Linked DNA regions of Rattus norvegicus: region 2 is linked to region 1. The links are chromatin contacts, called in public Hi-C maps. All regions are on one chromosome and are shown on one strand. Each heading gives the region's core, a stretch centred on a gene start, on an enhancer-like site or on the middle of the called end of the contact. The rest is flanking DNA. Distances are from core to core; before and after follow the strand shown. Region 1 overlaps Shroom3 (shroom family member 3). Region 2 holds the start of Shroom3 (shroom family member 3).

What was found. A called contact is a pair of places that touch in the nucleus more often than the background predicts.
Region 2: a contact with region 1 is called in a Hi-C map of prefrontal cortex, with 10 times the contacts expected there. The contact joins the promoter of Shroom3 here to the enhancer-like site in region 1. A contact is called at or near these places in 12 of 12 Hi-C or Micro-C datasets (the A7r5 cell line, the Rat2 cell line, Schwann cells and 7 more) and 1 of 1 datasets of contacts at active chromatin or transcription factors (oligodendrocytes).

What each region holds. Positions count from the first base shown.
Region 1 is chr14:15,636,679-15,640,557 of GRCr8, reverse strand. All of the region lies in intron 1 of Shroom3 (shroom family member 3), which reads left to right. Among named protein-coding and RNA genes, the nearest start is that of Shroom3, 42 kb to the left of the region's middle. Within about 2 kb of position 1,742, at least 5 of the 93 cell types and tissues checked have an H3K27ac peak or open chromatin away from gene starts, as enhancers often do. A contact at or near this core is called in hepatocytes, liver and prefrontal cortex, where this site is marked.
Region 2 is chr14:15,678,220-15,681,925 of GRCr8, reverse strand. Shroom3 (shroom family member 3) reads left to right here and starts at 1,663. Exons shown (of 11, transcript NM_001100889.1): 1 at 1,663-1,827. The coding sequence starts at 1,663.

The sequences.
Region 1 (3,879 bases), core at 493-2,992:
TCCCAGCACTCGGACACCGCTGGAGGCAGGCAGATCAACGGTTCAAGTTCAGTTGACTCTACAGTGACCTTGAGGCCAGCCTGGGCTACACGACACTGTCTCAGTCAAGCAGACAAGCAAAATGTTTGCTTCAAGTCAGGTGGAGAATGTGCTGTGAGCATAGGTGAGGGGCAGTTGACGGGGCAGGGAGATATAAGTTCTGCAGGTGGGCCACCTTCTTACCTGCCCCATGTGTGGAAACTGTGGTCACTTCCTGTATCCAAGCCTTGACCAACGGCGATGTTCATGGTGGCTGTGGGCAGACAAATTACTAAGACACAGGATTTCCTAAGAATGTACAGGACTCAAAACACTTCTTAACACCTTTTGTATTTCCCCCATCTTTCTGTTCCCATGGTGCTGCAGGGTTGGGTTTTTTTTTTTTTTTTTTTTTTTTTTTTTTTTTTTTTTTTTTTTTGGACTAGCTGACATTCTTTAAGATTTCTAGCCCAGGAGAACTCAGCTCTGTTGACTCTCGCTTTCCTTTCTGGGTGTTTCTGTTTGTTGTCTGTATTTCCTGAACACCTTGCTGACAGGGCACTGGGGTACAAAGACAACACAGAAGAGGCAACTTGGTGTAGTGCAGAGGATACATGCCCTTTCCTCTGTGGGACCTTCTAGCCCTTTCCTCATTCAGTCATCCTTACTCATCCTTTGGATTGAGCTGAAAGGTTTCTTCCCGGTTTCCCCAGAGTTTCTCAGGACTTCTGCTGGGCTGTGCATCTGCCTCCCTCGCTGCTGGGGTGCTGGACCAGTGCCACAGGCAAGCCGCTGAGGGGAGGCAGAACACAGTCTGAGTTAGACCCAGCTTCTTCTGGACAAGAAAAGTGAGGTCTGGGATGAATGCTGTGGTTCTCAATCTCCTGTGTACCCAGAGGCTGCCAGAGGCTGCTGGGAACTGCAGGGAACTGAGAGGGGAGGGAGTAGTGTCTGGGTCCACACTTCCTCTATGCACCAGGCAGAAAGGGGATAACTGAGGGAGAGGCAGGAAGAGAGAAGGCCTTCTCTGGGAGATATAGGCTTATGTCTTTTTTTTTTAAATTAATTTATTTATTTCATGTATGTGAGTACACCTGTCACTGTCTTTGGACAGACCAGAAGAGGGCATCGGGTCCCATTACAGATGTTTGTGAGCCACCATGTGATTGCTGGGAATTGAACTCAGGACCTCGGAAAGAGCAATCAGGGCTCTTAACCACTGAGCCATCTCTCCAGCCTTACACTTATGTCTTACTCAGTGTGAATCAGGGATTAAATACCTTTTTCAGGAAGAGAAACTCATTGGCTAAATACTCGGGGTCTATTGAGACATCTCATTAGCATGGAGAACTCCAGGTTTTTAGCTACATGACCAGTGGTCATGGTCTTCTCAGTGGGGTGTCATGGGGTATCTTGTTCCAGGACAGATAGTACTTGGTAGGGAGCTGGTTCTCAATTCTGAGATTCCCCGGGGGTTCAAACGTGCTTTAATCTTACCAGTTCCTCTGTCTGGTGGCAGGGGCCACTGCCCCACATTCTCCCTTCATAAAGTCTCAATGTACCCTGTTCTCCTGTGCCCCTTAGCTCAGTTGTAGCGAAGCAAACAAAATGAGTAATTTGTTGCCCAAATCTTTGCCACCTGACAGAATGTAACCTCTACAAGGACAAGGACCCTGTGTGTATCCCAGTACCTGGCATGGTGCCTTCCATAAAGAATGTGCTTGGTAAATGTTTCTAGAGCAAATAGATCAGTGTGGGGGTCAGAGAGTCCACTTCCCTTCCTAGATTGGTTCCCCGTCATGCTATGCCCTTGGACCAACCACTGAGCTCTTTAGGGAAAAGAACTAGTCACTGGTTTTAGTGATTTCTGAACTCACAGCACACTAGCCAAACACCTCAAGTACTGCCGGGCTAACCAACAGGGTTCTCACGGAATCTCTTGTTTGTTGCTTGTTCAGTTTTGACTCTTTGTTTGGCATAGAGCCTCATGTAGCCCAAGCAGGCTTCAAACTCCCTATATAGCTGAGGCTGGTCTTGAACTCCCAATCGGCCTGTCTCCGTCTCCCAACTCTTAGAGATGTCTCTTAGAGCTACTTAAAGTAGTGAATTTCTAGAGAAGTCAGCTTCTCTAGAAGTTGAGTGCTTCCTTAATCCCTACCCCTTCTTCATCACATATGTTGTGGTTTATTTTTCTCCCAAAAGCAGTTAGATAGTTAGAGGAAGCTGGCACGGGGACAGAGCAGTGGGTGAGAGGCGTATTTGCAGAACACGAGAGAACCTAACAAAACCGAACTGTGTGTGCTCTCGGTGTGGGATACTCGTTCCTGGATGCTCAGTAATGCCGGGACCTTTCCTTTTGTGTTCTGGCTTTGTGCAAACACAAACTATACTCTTGTTGACTCCACCATAAGCCACGAAACTGAAGACGGGGAAACCTGAGTCCTACAGAGTAGTTTCGCCGGACCTGCTTCCCGGGTTTGTGGGATGGAAACCAAGAGCACCTGCATCTTCCTGGAGGAAGAAACATCCAAGCAGAAACCAACACACAAGCCCTTGATAAAAAGAGTCTGAGCGGCTTCATTAAAACAAACGGACAAACAAAAAAGCCATACATTTTGAGTCCGGGGAAGCCCGAGAGGTCACCTAGTCCTCCCTCATCAGACAAATGAAGAAAGCAGGTAGAGCTGAGAAGCATTTGCTCACCCACACCTGACTCAGTGGGCACAGATTTCTCAAAGCCATGTGCTGTAGTAACACAGGCTTCGAGAGGGTGTGTGTGTGGGAGTCGTAGCTCTGCCATTTACTAGCCACTGTGGCCTGGACAAGTGACAGTGTATCTCTGAGCTCCGCATTCTCCATCTGTCCCTATGTCAAATGCTGGTCAAAAGAAGCACAAGGTAATCAAAGTGATGCCCAGCCACAATGCTCAGTAAATGATAGTCGCTAGTGGTTCCTTGCTGTTCCCGGGGATGAGCCAGGAGAGAAGCCATCTTGGAGTTTAAAGTATCAGCCAATGCTGGACTTGCTTCAAGCCGTGTTCAATGTACCGTATTCAAACAGACCTCAGGGTAGCCTTGCTATATATATATGGTGTGAGGTGCTACCGTGAGTTTAACAGTTGTCTGTAAGTCTTCTGGCTTTCCTTTTTTTTTTTTTAAAGATTTATTCATTTATTATATATGAGTACACTGTCGCTGTCTTCAGACACACCAGAAGAGGGCACCAGACCCCATTACAGATGGTCATGAGCCACCATGTGGTTGCTGGGAATTGAACTCAGGACCTCTGGGAGAGCAGTCAGTGCTCTTAACCACTGAGCCATCTCTCCAGCCCCCCAGCTTTCCTTTTAAAAATTGGCCCAACTGCTATTCTTCGTCATTTGCACCTTTATATGCATTTTAGAAACATCTTGTCAATTTCCACCAAAAACAATGTTTAGGTCCTCTTAGGGTTGTGAGATGTCTGTGTGTTAACTAATAAAAAATTATCACCTTAGCACTACTGAGTATCGCAATCCAAGAGCATCGCTGTAATCGTATAGGTCCTCTTCAGTTTTGTCCTGTATTACTTTGTAGTTATCAGTGTAAAGGTCTCATATATGTTTTATTCGATTTACTCTCAGTCGTTTTCTTTACTGGTGTAAACAATTGATTTATTTTTTATTTATTTTTTGCCACTGCACACATATATAGTAATTGTCTTTCATGGATTATCTTATGGTCCTATCTTATAAATTCTAAAGCATAATATTTACGGGAGACTTTTTGTAGATATTCTTTATTGTTAAAGGGGTTTCCTTCTGCCTCAAGTTACTGAAACTTTGTTTAAAAACACGAGTGGCCAGGTGTTGAGTCACACGCC
Region 2 (3,706 bases), core at 414-2,913, 41 kb before region 1:
CCTGAGCCTCCTGTCTAGATGTAGGGGTGTTGGGATTCCAGATGGGCACCCCTGCATTTGGCTTTTTATGAAGGCTCTTGGAACCGAGCCCTAGTAGTTAGGCTTGTCGAGTGTGTGAGCTGTTCAGATGGCTCAATATTGCACTGTCCCAATCCCAGTTTTATTTGCTCTGTAGTATCTATGTTTTATTATTTATGAATAAAAACGCTGACATCAAATTTTTATCGCATTTCTATAATTTTAAACTGCAGTTCCGAAAAAATAAAATTCATCTCATCACAAATTTAAGTAGAAAAACTTTGGGTAAGCATATTCCTTGAAAAGAATTCTAATTTGTTCCAATAATCTCAGCGAATTCTGGGCAGGACAAATAGCCGCTCAAACTCTGATTGGAAAGCAATGTTAAGTGTTATATGCTATACAGTATTATTACAAAGTTACACTGACAACCCATAGTAACATCGAGCCATGGGTCCCTAGTGCTTAACAGCAGGTATCAAGTAATCTTGGGGTAGACCACAGTTAAAGGCAGAAAACGCCTTCCTCATTTTGCATAGCAAAGCAGTTTGTCTGGAGAAGCTGATCTTATGCTGCATGTGGTATTCTCTGCTAATGAAATCAATAAAGCCCTTGACACTTGAAAGTTCGCCCAACCTGCTTAGGCGCAGCTTCTCAGACTCAGCGGCCCAGCAGCAGAAGTGCCTGGAGGGATTTTCAAAATACCAACGCTTGCCTGAAGTTCTGCTTTAATTAGTGAGAGGCGGGGCTCTTCTGGTAACTATTTCTAGCCGTCTGCCCTGCATTTTCAGTTTCCTCGTTGTTATCCGCTGTAGGCCGCCTCTGATTGCCAGGTCTTTGTGGCTGAATTCTACAGAGCTCGCTCCTCTGCCACCCCGCACTCTCACCCCGGGCCGCTGCAGAGGGACCCACCATCGCTAAAAATGCCAAAGAAAAGAAGCGCATTGCCTCGCTGAGATTTGGGGGTGACTTCCTCCAGACACTAAGAATTTCCGCGCTCTAACCCATGTCTTTTCCTCTTGCAAACCTCCTCCAATCCGAGAAGCAAACGTTAAACTAAATGCCTGACAAAAATGGGTACAAAGTTTTCGCTCAGCCTTGCCGCCCCCCGCCCGGGGGACAGGATCGAAAATTCCGAGGGCAACAAGAGCACCGCTAGCGCCTGCTTTCTTTAAATGCAGCTTCTGCGGAGGGCGGACGCTATTGTCATGGTAAATTCCACTCGCTCAGGAAGAAAGGGTTGGTGATCAATCAAAAAAAAAGAGGTATTTCTTTGCGGCTCTGTCGCTTTCTTCCCAGACCCGGGTGAAAGGCTTTTTTACTGTTCTCGGTTAAAAAAACAGAAACACAGACAAGGCTTTGGCGCGTGTGCGAGCCGAAAGCAGTCTGCGGGAACCCTGGAGGACGTCGGTGCGAACGCTGTGGGCAGACCCCACTGGGGACTTCTGCGAGAGCCCCGAATTCCAGAGGGTGTAGTGGGAGAAGCATCTCCGGAGAGCCGGGAGCTTCGCCGCCGCCCGGACTGCGTTTCTCCTAGCCTGCGGGTAGCTTGCAGGACGGTCTAACCCAGCAGGGGAGCTCCGCTAGCCTCCATCTGGGTCAGACACTTTAAACAGAAGCCGACTTGACCATGTGTCTGGCGCGATGAGGACCCCCGAGAACTTGGAGGAGCCTAGCGCCACTCCAAACTCCAGCAGGACCCCCAAGGAGAGATACGTTTATCTGGAAGCGCTCCTAGAGGGAGGGGCTCCCTGGGGCTTCACCCTGAAAGGTGGCCTGGAGCATGGAGAACCATTAATTATTTCCAAGGTAAGTCTATCGTCTGCAACCAACCTGTGTTTTGTTTGCAGCTTTTAAAGTTGTGTCAGATTTGTCAAAAACTGAAAGAAAAGAAAAAAAGCCTGCTCGTTGCCTGAATTGCGCTTAAACCACCCAATTTGTTGACTCATGCCTTTCTGATTATCAGGAAATGTTTTTGGATGGCTTGGTGTTGGGAAGAAAAGTGTTTCTAGTTCATTCATTCTGTGAAATCCTCAGGAAAATGTGCTCAATTGGTGGCTAATCTTCTCTTTTTGTGTATGAAATGCAAGATCAGTTCCCACATGAGCCTTCCGTTATAAATCAGATTAAAGATCATCAGCAGCAAAAGGTCATGACATAGCACACGGTCCAGGTCAGAAAAATCTTGCCCTGCAACCGAGAATACCCAGCTTTAAAATTACTTTACATGTTCTATTAAATTAGATCATTAGCCCGGGTGTACAGGCCCCCAAACTCAGCAGGGGGGACACGGAGACAAGATTTTTCAGTAAGGAGCAAGTTAGCAAGACCGTCTCAAAATCCAAACCAACTGAACAAACAAATAATTTTGATCGCTTTGTATACAGAAGGATTTAAAGTGGTGTTAGTATGGACAAAACGCCCCATCTGTCACTCTCTTTATTATTTGTCTGATTTTTTAAAAACCATGTGATTATGCAATATGACTCAATCTTCATTGATCTTTTGGTGCTTTTAAAAATATTTGTTTGTTTAATATATATGAGTGTCTATCTTCCTGCACACCAGAAGAGCGAATCAAATCCCATTACAGATGGTTGTGAGCCACCATGTGGGTGCTGGGAGTTGAACTCAGGACCTTTGCAAGAGCAGCCAGTGCTCTCAAACGCTGAGCCATCTCTCCAGCCCATATTTTTTCCTTTTAGAGTTAGTTTTCTTACTTTTCTCTGAAACAGCAGACTTTCAAATTATTTGTTATAATATTTATTTTGAAACCACAGACTAGTAACAGTTGAGGACAATAGAATATTTCAAGGCTTTCAGGCAATGGCATCCCCAAGAAAACATTTGTAACTGAGGGAGGAATTCTTTTGAGTTTGAGGGTAGAGAAAGAAATACTAGGTGTTGAATTTGAAGTCTGTTATCTGGTAAGGTTGCTTTTTACAGATACACACACACACACACACACACACACACACACACACACACACACACACATTCACACACACCCTCACCACCCCCACCCCCAACATGTGTTTTGAGGAAGAACAGAGAAATCTTAAGGTGGACAAGCCAGGAGGAATTGGAAGTGACAGTAGTTGGCCACCAAATATGCCAGACATCCTGCAGGCTGTGTGCTTTCTTAAGGAAAACAGAGGAGACCTGTATATGTATCCACTAGAAAAGATTTCATTTATTGAAAAACCAAAGCCCTGAAACCAGAGCCCTTAGTAAACGAAGGCTTGTTTTCCTTAGGGCTACAAGAAATCCAGACAGAGGTCAGCTGTTGGGGGGAACAACAGCTTCATCCAGTCATGGATTCCATGTAGATCTTCCATTAGCCTTTCTTATTTGTGGTCCTTTGTCCTCATGGTTGTAGGGTGGGTGCTGTACCTCCGCCCGTGTGTCTTCATTCCAGGCAGGGTGGGAGGTTTTTGCTTTTCAGACTTTTGCTTCTTTCTCATTGGCCAGAACTGTGCTGTATCTTGTAGAGAGCAAAGGAAATTAATGACCATGACCTAGACCAGCTAGGGTTTCTCTCATGAATTCTGAATAGGGGCCTAGCCTTCTAGAAGTCAAGGATTCTTTGGTACTATTTGAGAGGGGGAAAAATTGGTTCTTTCTATGAATGAGGTAGAGTTAACTGTTGGATAAACAACCAAGAAAGCATGTCGCAAATGTGTTTGAA